Regions from separate parts of the Mus musculus genome. Here region 2 is linked to region 1. A link is a contact called in public ChIA-PET data. All regions are on one chromosome and are shown on one strand. Each heading gives the region's core, a stretch centred on a gene start, on an enhancer-like site or on the middle of the called end of the contact. The rest is flanking DNA. Distances are from core to core; before and after follow the strand shown.

What was found. ChIA-PET counts read pairs in DNA pulled down with a chosen protein or histone mark.
Region 2: an RNA polymerase II ChIA-PET map of effector CD8 T cells shows a contact between it and region 1, with 5 read pairs. The contact joins two enhancer-like sites. A contact is called at or near these places in 4 of 484 Hi-C or Micro-C datasets (the G1E-ER4 cell line, cortical neurons, embryonic fibroblasts and 1 more) and 1 of 115 datasets of contacts at active chromatin or transcription factors (effector CD8 T cells).

The regions. Positions count from the first base shown.
Region 1 is chr11:87,637,283-87,643,029 of GRCm38.p6, forward strand. Hsf5 (heat shock transcription factor family member 5) reads left to right here. Exons shown (of 6, transcript NM_001045527.1): 5 at 788-962. Among named protein-coding and RNA genes, the nearest start is that of Rnf43, 23 kb to the right of the region's middle. Within about 2 kb of position 2,154, at least 286 of the 459 cell types and tissues checked have an H3K27ac peak or open chromatin away from gene starts, as enhancers often do. A contact at or near this core is called in effector CD8 T cells, where this site is marked.
Region 2 is chr11:87,963,098-87,968,844 of GRCm38.p6, forward strand. No RefSeq gene overlaps it. Among named protein-coding and RNA genes, the nearest start is that of Dynll2, 22 kb to the right of the region's middle. RefSeq lists an enhancer at 2,464-3,508. Within about 2 kb of position 2,439, at least 58 of the 459 cell types and tissues checked have an H3K27ac peak or open chromatin away from gene starts, as enhancers often do. A contact at or near this core is called in effector CD8 T cells, where this site is marked.

The DNA.
Region 1 (5,747 bases), core at 904-3,403:
GATATAATTTCAGCCTCATTTTAAGCATTCCTATAGAAATAAAAGCTTTGGTGTCTTCATAATTATATGCAAACTACTGGATTGCATGTCTTGAACTGCACATACACAGTGGTTTCCTTAATATACTTGACTATTGTAGCTCATTTTGAAAGCTGAATTTTAACTTTTAGCTTTATTTCATAATGCAGTTATATTTTAAATAAACTTATAAAGAACAACATGGCAGAAGTTTGTTGTTTTGACCAAGGGTTTTAACATTCCAAAGAACATTTTGGAACCAAAGAAACTCTAACGAGGATGGATAGAGATTTTATAGAGAGTGAGGTATATGTGATTTTGATAATGTATTCAGTACAGAATACAAAACTAGAAAAATCGTGTCCATTCCCCACTGACACCTGCCTATCTGTGACATCCCAGTGTCAACTAGTAAGGGTGTCAGCTTAAACGTCCTTCTACAGTGAAAGGATACATAGTGGCTCTCAGCAATTGTGTTTAAATGTCTTACTATATTGTAAGTCATTAAAAGCATTCAGCCTCATGGTATGCTCATCAGTAAACATTTTAGCTTCGTGTGCATTTCAAGGGCTTGAGAATCTGGGAAACCTATGTCTTACTCTTGAATATGGGTAAATCAACAGTATCAAGGGTAATGACCTTCACAAGCAGGAAAACATGCTTGTGGGATCCTGTCCTTTAATAGGATGTCTTTGATAATATATATTATTAACCTTTAGTAGGTATCTGGAGGTAAGTGTAAGAATAATAAGTGTGTTTAATATTTTAGGTGGATAGCAGTATAAAATGCCAGACCAATCCCTCGGAGAATATCTTGCCTTCAGAACAAATGGGATTCCTTATTTCAGAAATGGGGCCTGCTAACAAGTCTACTAAAGACACAGGTTTATCCACTCCAGCTAGATACAGAGAGCGAAGAAGCAACTCACAAGGAAAGTCCCCTGGTAAGGATGAAATAGTTTTATGCTCTAGAATGTATAGCTCTAAAATGCTAGGAACTGAACCTCGGGATGTAATTCATATATGAATGATATTTTATGTATCTTTATTATTTATAGTCATATTATGTCTCTCATGTTGTTTTATATAATTGTAGTTTAAACTAGTATTCATAGCTACCTTTGAAATGCATATAAAATAGTTGTTTTCCTAACAGTGCATATAAGAACATGAGGTTTCAGAGGACTTGGGGAGACGACTCAGCAAGGAAAAGTGCTCACTGCTCAAGTGTGAGGGCCTGAGCTCCACTCTCTGTTCAGTTAGGGGTTTCTTTGTGTGGTTTGTTTGTTTGTTTGTTTGTTTGTTTTTGACTCAAGTAGGGGTTATTATTTGCTAAATTTTCTGAGACTGGCTGGGCCTTGGGTGCCTTCTTGGTGCTTAGAGCACTCGAACAAGAGGTTACTAGGAGCAGGGGGCAGGGGTCTGAAGCCACATTCCTACTGTGAGGAGCTGGGGGTAGGTGTCTCTGTATTTTTAACTCCTCCTCTCTCCCCAAGTGAATATTCAGCATTGCCAAAGATCTGCCCAGGAAGCAAAGTAGCCTAGTTTATCCAAAGGCTGAAATAAGTGAGCTTAAATAATCACATCACAAAAGGCAGCTCATTGGGAAGACTGAGACCATCACTTGGAAATAAAGGGGGAGGGCATACAGAAAGGGTCAGAGCACAGTGGAGAGAGGATGAGCTGTAAACACAGCAGCTACACCATAGATCTTAGAGGATCAGGCTCCCGCACACACAGGCTTTATAATACCAAACAGTCTATTTGTTCACAATGTTAAAGGGCACCTAGAAATAGCTATAGTAAGGGATTGAAAGTTGTCTGAAGAATGAGCCCAGAAAGGCTGTGTCCGAAGATGGCCTGCCACTCAGGAGAGAGGAGCTGCTGGGCCTTCCTGTTGACCACTGTTTTGCAAAAAGTGCAGAAAGGGTGGTAGCGCTAGTCGTCCGCTGTCGCCGGCTTCCCGGTGGCCGCTCTCCCGGTGGCCCGGCCCGGTCACGCTCGCTGCCTGTGTGCCTTCGTCGTGGTCTGCTCTGACCCCGCTGTTCTCGCTGCGATCATCGCGCGGGCTTCTGCAGCCCTGCCCTGGCCTTGCCACCTCCCTAGCCTCTAAGGAGGCGCGGCCTGGAGCTCCGGTTCCGCAATGCCGCGCGGAGGCGGGGCCTCCATTCACCTTTTTAAAAGCTGAGCCAGTCCACACTGTACTCTAACTCTAGAGCTGATTGCTGGGGCTCACTGGCCACCGGCCTAGTTCCTGGTTCCTGAAGACCCCTGCCTCTTATTCAAGGAAATAAGGTGGAGAGTTGATAGAGATACCTGGAGTCTTCCAGTCCCGGTGTGAATGCATGTGCATTCCCCCTTACACCTCCACATATTCACAATAAACGAATGAAAGAATTGAACCATCAAAATATTGAATATATTAAAGAAAAGTAAAGAATTTAGATTAACTTAGATAAGATGAAGGGTAACTTAATAATCATCTTCAGATGCTAAGGATTTTATTAACAGATAACAGAGTACATATTTATTTGTGATACAAGAAGATTAATGACACCAAAGATAGTGCCTTAAGCACATTATAAATACACTTTAAGGCATGAATGTGTATAAGTGGCATGTTTTTGTATGTGTGTGCTATAGGAGTCTGGTTATCTATTGGACACCGGAGCACTTGTAAATGGTTCTTTGTTTTGAAATGGGCCCATCCCAGGCCACCCTCAGACTCAGGCAGTGATTCTTTTGGGTCACCCTTATTAATATGCAGGCGCATAGTGCCATAATCAGCTTTGAAACCTCCCTCTTAATGACTTGAGTACATTTGTATTTTTTAATCTAAAAAATTTCTAATATTCAAATCAAGTCACTGTACTCTGCTCCAAACATTTTTTTCTTTTCTTTCTTTTTAGACAGGAGCTTACTATGTAGACCCAACTCACCTGGAGCTAATTGTGTAGCCCAGGCTGGCTTTGGCTTCATCATCCTTCTGCCTCCCAAGTGCTGAGATGAAGGATATGAACCACCAGTCCTTGCTTACAATGGCTAATGTAATATTCTCAAATTAGCCAGATGCAGTGAGCGGCTCACTCCTGTAATAGTAGCAATTGGGAGGTTGAAGCAGGAAGACTGCTACTATTATTATAGATGAGGGCTAGCCTGTGCTGCAGAGTGAACCCAGCTCAACACATGAAATGCAGTTACCAATATAACTTATTGGTAGAACACTTGCCTAGAACCACTAGAGAAAAACAAAACCTCAAGTTAAAGGTAATTCAGATTATTGCAATAAAGGCAAATTAATTAATCAAATTAGTCACCTATATTTTAAATATTAAGAACTTCTTTGAGAATTTATTCAAAAAACATGAAGAGAGTACTCAGGGGCGGTCACAGTGATATACATCATACTCCCAGCACTTGGGAGGTGGAGACATTGTGAGTTTGAGGCCAGTCTGGGCCACAAATGAGACCCTGGCTCAAAAACCTTGAAAGAAAACAAAAATGGTGCTCGGACTGAACCTCTTCCTTCAAAATATCTTTTGACTAAAGCTGTCTTGTGAGTTTCCGTGGTTATGCTTAGCTGAGCTTAAACCAGCACCTTCTGGGACTATGAAGGAGTCCTGGGGACGAGGCTTTAAGGTCAGATCCAGCTCAGATCCTCCAAGCCCTGTGTCCTAAGTGCCTGGTGTCTACAGTAATAGGATAGGGCCTTGCCTTCAACCTCTGGGAGGCCACCAAAGGCAACAGAAAGAGCCTGAATTATTTTGGGAATCTAGTGGACGCCCCTGACCAACAACTTTAAAGGGGTTTCTCTGCCTGCCACTTCCTTCTTTTCCTAACTCCACAACTAGTCCTCTGTTTCCCTAGACAGCTTTGCTTCTCCTTCTATGTCCTCTATGTGTAGGTGATTTTATGTATCTATGTAAAATCTGGGCCTCACAAACAAGAGAGAACATGATATTTGTCTTTCTGAGACTGCCTTAATTGGTTTAGCATGATTACCTCCAGTTGCATTTGTTTTCCAGCAAACAACATAACTTCATTCTATCTTGAAGGAAGTGTTGGAGACTGAACCTAGAGCATTATATTATGCATGTCAAGTTTGCACACCACCACAGCTGCCAACAATGCCCTAACATTGCTCTTTTTTATGGATAAAAAATTCCATTATGGATATAAGTCACATTTCTCCTCATCAGTTTGATAGACACCCAATCCAGCTTTTGTTGCCTGCTTCTCATTAGACTAGTCGGAAAGATTACTGTGGGAGCTGAACAGTCACATACTTTGGAGAACAGGTTTACTAATTCTTTAGCATTTTAATCTTTTTTTTTAATTGTCATATATACATTTGTACATAGTAATGGGTTTCATAATCTTAAAAAAAAGATAACATGCATTCTTACCTTTACTCATTCCTGTTGAGAGTTAAAGCAACCAGAGATCTCATTTAGATCATTTTAATCCTGAACATGGTGTTTGATGTCTGACTTGTTCACCCTCTCCCTTTAGCCTAATGGTAACCTATATTGGGGTCATGTGAAAGACTGTATTAGATTGGAAGATAACACCTGTAATTGGACTTGATTGGATTATTTCTCTAAAGTTTTTTTGTTTTTTTGTTTTTTTTTTTTTACTTTTCAAAATCTTATAATAAACATGTTCTTTACTGAGATTTTGTTTATGAATAAAGGGATTATTGAAGTAAGTGCTGATCTAAGAAAAAGGTACTTGACAATATGTGGGTGCCCTTTCTAAGACTTTATTTTTAAATTTAAAAGGTGTATTTTATGTGGTTGGGTTCCTTGCCTGAATGTGCATGTGTGTACCATTTCATGCTTGATGTTTGCAGAGGCCAGAAGAAGATGTTCAATTTCACTGGAACTGGAGTTACAGAGAGCTGTGAGCTCACGTGGGTGTTGGGAATTGAACCCTGGTCTTCTGGAAGAGCAGCCAGTGCTCTTAAACATTAAGCCAGCTCTTCTTCCCAAGACTTTATTTTAAATTATGTGCTAAATTATGTGCATGTGTGGATGTTTTTGTTTGTGCATGAGTGCAGTGCTTATGGAGACCAGAAAAGGGCATTAGATTCCCTCAACCTGGAGTTACAGGTGGGTGTTAACTACCTGACTTGGGTCCAATCTTAACTGCTGAGTCATATCTCCAGCCTCTGGCCCTTTGTGAAATCACTTTCTACTACTTCTCAAGATTGGGATCCTGAAGCAGTTGGATACATGGTCAAAACGACTGAACACTGATCTGTCAACCATTGACAAAGAAATATTCCCTTCAAGGCAATAGCTAGTTGATAGAATGCTTACCTAACATGTATGAAGCCCTGTAGATTTGATCTCCAACACTGTGTAAACAAGACATGGTGTTGTGAGTTTATAATTCCAGCTCTCTAGAAGTAGGTAGAGACAGGAGGATCAGGAGTTCAGCTAAAGAAAACTCAGCTTGGGTTAAATAAAACCCTGTTGCAATAAGAAAAAGAAAAGAGATCTCTCCTGCATATTGAGAGATGCTCCCTTGTCTCTCCTTGCATATTGAGAGATGCTCCCTTGTCTCTTTCCTTGCATATTGAGTGCTTTTATCCTATTCTCTCATCTCTTCTTCAGGGATTTGCTAAATGCAAGAAATAACTCAACACAATGTAAATTCTGTTAGTCTTTTCCTCTGTGGTTGTGTGCTTATTTGCTTTGTGGTTTATTTTCTAGGGCATTACCAGT
Region 2 (5,747 bases), core at 1,189-3,688, 330 kb after region 1:
GACCTGGAACACGGCCTTTGTTCCTGTTACATAGTCACCAGCTTTCTGTTTTCTATGGTTTCCTTCACTGCCTAAGCATGGGTGTTCTGGAGTTCACTCTGCAGACTGGGCTGGCCTTGAACTTAAAGATCCTTCAGCCTCTGCCTTTAGAGTGCTGGGACTAAAAGCATGCACCACCTTGCCTGAACCTAAGCTAAGCTTTTCTTCAGTTCCTTCTCACAGGTTGGAAGCTTAGCTGGGTGGGGTCTTCCCCCAAAATCACGACCCTCCTTATTCCGTTTAATACCAGGCTTTTCTTTGGTCCGTTTATCTCCTTGAACACAGGACTTCGCTGCATTCCACTTCCCGGGGGCCCCTTTTCTCCTTAGATTGTACATTTTTAATCTTTTTTTGTTCAGTTGACTCCTTTTTATTATAGATCCTCATCAGAATGAGCACTGATAACCACATGACACAGTCAATACTTTGCTTTTTTGAGTTTTCCTCTGGTGATGCAATTAATCCAAAACTCTTCACTTAAGCCTCAGGCAGACTAAAAGGTGGACAAGGGTAGAAAGCAGCCACATTCTTTGCCAAAATATCACAGGAATAGTTTCTCAGCCACATATTAATATTCTTCCCCTCTGAAACCTCTCACACCAGGCTCCGGTAGTTCAAATCTCCATCAGCACCAGTATCTTCCATATTCCTGCTGGGATGGCCCAGTAAGCCCCGTTTAAAGCATTCCACTGCTTTCCTAGTCCAAAGTCCCAAAGTCCACATTCCTCCAAACAAACGCACTATCAAGCCTATCACAGCAATACCTCACTTCTAGAACCAATTTCTGCCTTTAAAAAAAAAAAAGATTTATTTATTTATTTATTTTACGTATGTGAGTACACTGTAGCTGTCTTCAGACAACACCAGAAGAGGACATCAGATCCCATTACAGATGGTTGTGAGCCACCATGTGGTTGCTGGGGATTGAACTCAGGACCTCTGGAAGAGCAGTCAGTGCTCTCAACCGCTGAGCCACCTCTCCAGCTCCTGAATTTCTGTCTTTTATTAGGTTTTATTGCTGTGATATTGCATAACCAGGGTAACTCTTATAAAATGAACCATGCCGTACACCTTTAATCCCAGCACTTGGGAGGCAGAGGCAGGCAGATTTCTGAGTTCAAGGCCAGCCTGGTCTACAGAGTGAGTTCCAGGATAGCCAGGGCTACACAGAGAAACCCTGTCTCAAAAAAAAAAAAAAAAAAAAAAAAAAAAAAAACACAAAATAAATAAATAAATAAATAAATAAATAAATAAATAAATAAAATGAACCTTTATATTGAAGTTGGTTTACAGTTTCAGAGGTCCAGTCCATTGTCACCATGGTGGGAAGCATGGCAGCGTGCAGGCAGGCATGGTGCTAGAGAGGTACCTGAGAGTTCTACATCTTAATCCATAGGCAGCAGAAGTGAATGCCACACTAAGCCTAGCATGAGTATCTAAGACTTCAAAGCCTGCCCCAACAGTGACACACTTCCTCCAACAAGGCCACACCTTCTAATAGTGCTAGCCCCTATGGGCAAGCATTCAAACACGTATTCAAACCACCACAGCTGAAGGGAGTCTCTGTGGCCTGCTCTAGGACAAAAATATCACATAGACAAAAGACCTGTCTTCTCTCCCAAAGCTTTAGTGACAATGCCACAGTCTCTAGACCTTAACTGGAGACCACAGCATGGATAGACAGTGACAGAGACAAAGCACCTCACAGCTTATCTGAAGGAGGAGCAGGACTCTGCCTTGTGGAGAGCTGGCTGGTGGCTTCCCACTGTCTCTGTCTCCGCTCTCCCTGGGAAGCCGTCTTATAGTTAGTTACTGATGGAGCCCATCTCCCTGAACCAGCTAGACACAAGGCAAAAGGAGGTGCCTTTGAGGATAGGGACCGAAGGGACAGTCTAAAGACACTCATCTCCCAAAGTGCCTGAACTTTCTGCTGTCCAAGGTCATCCTTCGATCTAAGATTTCAGGCCCCCAGATTCCTGAAACTCTCATTTACTTTGTCTTTCTGTTTGTTTTTCTTTGGAGTCTTTTGAGACAGGATCTCCCTGTCTTGGTACGTACGTAGCACTGCTGGCCTGGAACTCACTATGTAGACCAGGCTGCCCTTGACCTCTGCAGGAAAGCTGCAATCCTGGGCTGTGGATCACTTACACTGTCTCTCTGGGCTCCTCACTGGACCCCAGCTGGGCCTGCTTGCTCTAGATGTTTTGAGTCAAACAAAACTACAAAATAGTGATCAGGCAACGCATGGACACTCGAGAGAGGGTGGGAGGGGCCACGATAGATCAGGATTGGAGACAGAGGCAGCTCATTAGCCACACTCAGAAGAGAAAAACAGTGTGGCTTTAATCTCTTGATTAAATTAGGGAGGAAATGGGTCTGGGTGGTGAGAAATCACATGGGGAAGTGGGTTAAGTGAGATGATACAGAGCTGTGTGCCAGGAAATGAGAGAAAGGAAACAGACAGACAGAGACTGAGACAGAGGCAGAGAGAGAGAGAAACTGGGAGGGAGACAGAGAGAGGCCCTGCAGAAGCCCATGGGAAAGAGAGCAGTTTAGTCAAACATGACAAATTCTATATGAGGAGTTGGAGGGGACACCAGGGAGCCATTGAGGCTTCTGGAACTATCCAGGCACAGAGAGGGAGGATTGCCTGACTTATCACCTGAGGCACAGGCTAGCTGGAGACACAGATGATCAGCACCTGGTTCTCTACACAAAATGCCTCCCTTAGAGTGTCCCTGAGCCCCAAAGGCCCTAAGGGGAAGGAACCCCCAGGGACAGGGTCTTGTGTTTGCTTGGAGAGGCTGTGGGAGTGTTAGGAAGAATTCAAAGCTGTGGTAAGCATCCTGCAACGGGGACCACGGTAGGGAATGGTCTATTCCTGGTGCTGAATACATCTACCTGTAGTCAGAACTACACACACTGCACACCAAGTATGTGATACAACGGCTAGAGACGGGGCAGAGGCAGGAAGACCCTAGTTCAAAACCTGGCTCTGCCTCCCATTGTGAGCTCTTAATGTCTGTAAAGTATCAATGACAAGATCTATACCCTGGTTTGCTGCAAGGATTAAAATAATGATAATGTCTATAAAAGATAACTTGGCTGTACATCCCCGCCCCTTCCGGCATCTGTGCAGTCCCGCATGACTATGAGACTCCTCCCATCACAGAGGCTCCTCCCACCACCGTTGGTCTGTTTCTCATCCTGCCCTTGAGGTGGTGGCTTGCACTAGCAAAGAGTAAAATGTTTCTAGAACAGCCTTGAAGAACGATGACAGCTGGCTTCTTAGGAGTGCGTGCTCCTAGAAGCAAGCCCAGGCTGGTCCGCCAGCTGATGAGAGACACGTGGCCCAGTTACCTAGGCCGCTCCAATCAACAGCCAGCAAACTCAGCAGTCTGCAGACTGGTGCCTCCCCAGCAGACCTCCCTCGCCTCAGGCCAACCTCAGAAACAGAGGGAACAGCTGCTGGTGTAAGGTATACGGTAAGATCCCGTTGATAGGTTCAGACTTCCACACAAGATGAAGAGTCGCCAACAGCCTTATCTTCTTGTCGAGCAATCAAAATAACAAGGCAAGAATCTGGGCACTGCGGGGAAGGCTAACGGATGACCACAACTGAGAGACAGGAAAATAAACAATGAGAGTCCCACCGTCCTGCCTAGGTGCGGATGAGGGGCAGCTAAGGAAGCCAAGGATTACTGAGCTCTGGAGAGTTAAACAGAGGCCAGAGGACCAACCAAGGTGGCCAACTGCTGGAGAGCTGAGTGCCACGTAGAGAGCAAGCCCCAGAGGTGTGCAGGGCCTCCGCTCTGGTATTCAACAGGACATTGATCAGTACATGTGTGTAACAAAACTATCTGACGCCCGAGAAAGGCGAGAGAGCCATAGCCACGTATTTCCTGCCTAGAGCCAGAAATAAGAGTGAGGGTGAGTATCCTTCCAAGCCTGCCTAATGAAAGCAAGGCCTGGAAGGACCAGACTGTTACCAGATAAGTGAGTAAGGGGGGACCTGAGTTCACTCCTCAGGATCCACGTTAATAAAAAATGGGACATGGTGACTTGGGTTTGTAACCCCAGCACCAGGCAAACCTCGTCAGGAGAGCTCCAGGCCAGTGAAAGATCTTGTCTCAAAAATCACAGTGGACGGACCGTAGAGATGGCTCAGTGGTTAAGAGCACTGACTGCTCTTCCAGAGGTCCTAAGTTCAATTCCCAGAAACCACATGGTGGCTCACAACCATCTGTGATGGGATCCAATGACCTCTTCTGGTGTATCTGAAGACAACTACAGTGTACTCCTATAAATAAAATAAGTACATCTTTTTAAAAAATCACAGTGGACGTTTCTTGAAGATAACCCCAGAGGTTAACCTCTGACCTCCACATGCACACACATAAAGTAAAAATACAGATGCAGTGCTCAGCAAATAACACATTCAATAAGTTACATTTCCACCCTTGCAAAAGCCTAGACAAAATGGCTTTTCCTAGCTGCACATCCGCTTAAGACTGTGGTTTAAAAGCCAAAACAGAGCGTTCAGGAGAGCATAATTTTCCAGGCTCTGGGAGTGGTTTTTAACACAAGAGTTCTGGTTCCAGCATGGCCTTGCCACCTGCGGCTCAGGTCAACCAAACCTCTCCGGCTCTGTGCTGCAGTATTCCTTCAGACCAGAAGATGGCGCTGCTTCTCCACGGGTATTCAAGTACATTCACGTTTTGAAGCTTGAGGGTTTGAGGGTTTGCATACCCAGGACAATGGTGCTTGCTAGGTAAAGCGAAACACAACGGAGGATGTGACCTCGTTTTCGAGAACCTTACATTGGAGTCATTACGAAATATGAAACTAGAACTTCTCCGGGTAGAAACGTCAGAAAGTGCTAGCTGCTGTAAAAACTTTCCTTCCAAAAGCCTAAGCTACTTTCCACAAGGCACACAGAGACCAAAACATTTTTTTTTTCAGGAGCTGGAGGGATGGCTCAGTGGTCAAGGCTGGCGGAGGATGAGAGTTCAGTTCTCAGCATTCACATAAGGCAATTCACGACCACCTGTAACTCCAGTTCCAATTCGGAAGTTTAGTCCATTATCATCATGACAGGCAGCATGCGGACAGACACGGTGCTGGAGGAGGAGGAGGAGGAGGAGGAGGAGGAGGAGGAGGAGGAGGAGGAGGAGGAGGAGGAGGAGGAGGAGGAGGAGGAGGACGAGGAGGAGGAGGAGGAGGAGGAGGACGAGGAGGAGGAGGAGGAGGAGGAGGTGAGAGGTCTACATCTGGATCCGTAGGCAACGGGAAGAGATGGTGAGCCACTAAGACTGGATGGAGCTTCTGACATCTCAAAGCCCCCCCGCCCCCCCCCGCCTCCCCCGCCCCCCCCCCGCCCCCAAGTAACACACCTCCTCCAGGGAGGCCACGCCTACTCCACCAAGGCCACACCTCTCAATAGTACGAGTCCCTAGGAGCCTCTGGGGCCATTTTCATTCAAACTCCCACACAACTGCAGATGGAAACCTAAACGTTAACCCAAATGTCTAGGGTTCTGTCCAAACGTTACAATTCCTACTTAGAAACCGGGTCTTAAAAGAAGTAGCAGGAAACCGAATCTGGCCCAGGGCAGGTGCTCTCGGGACATTTGCTAAAATGAGTGAAAGTTTCTCCTGCGTGTCACTCCACAACGCAATGGTTTCCATCTCCACTTTACAGGTGAGAAA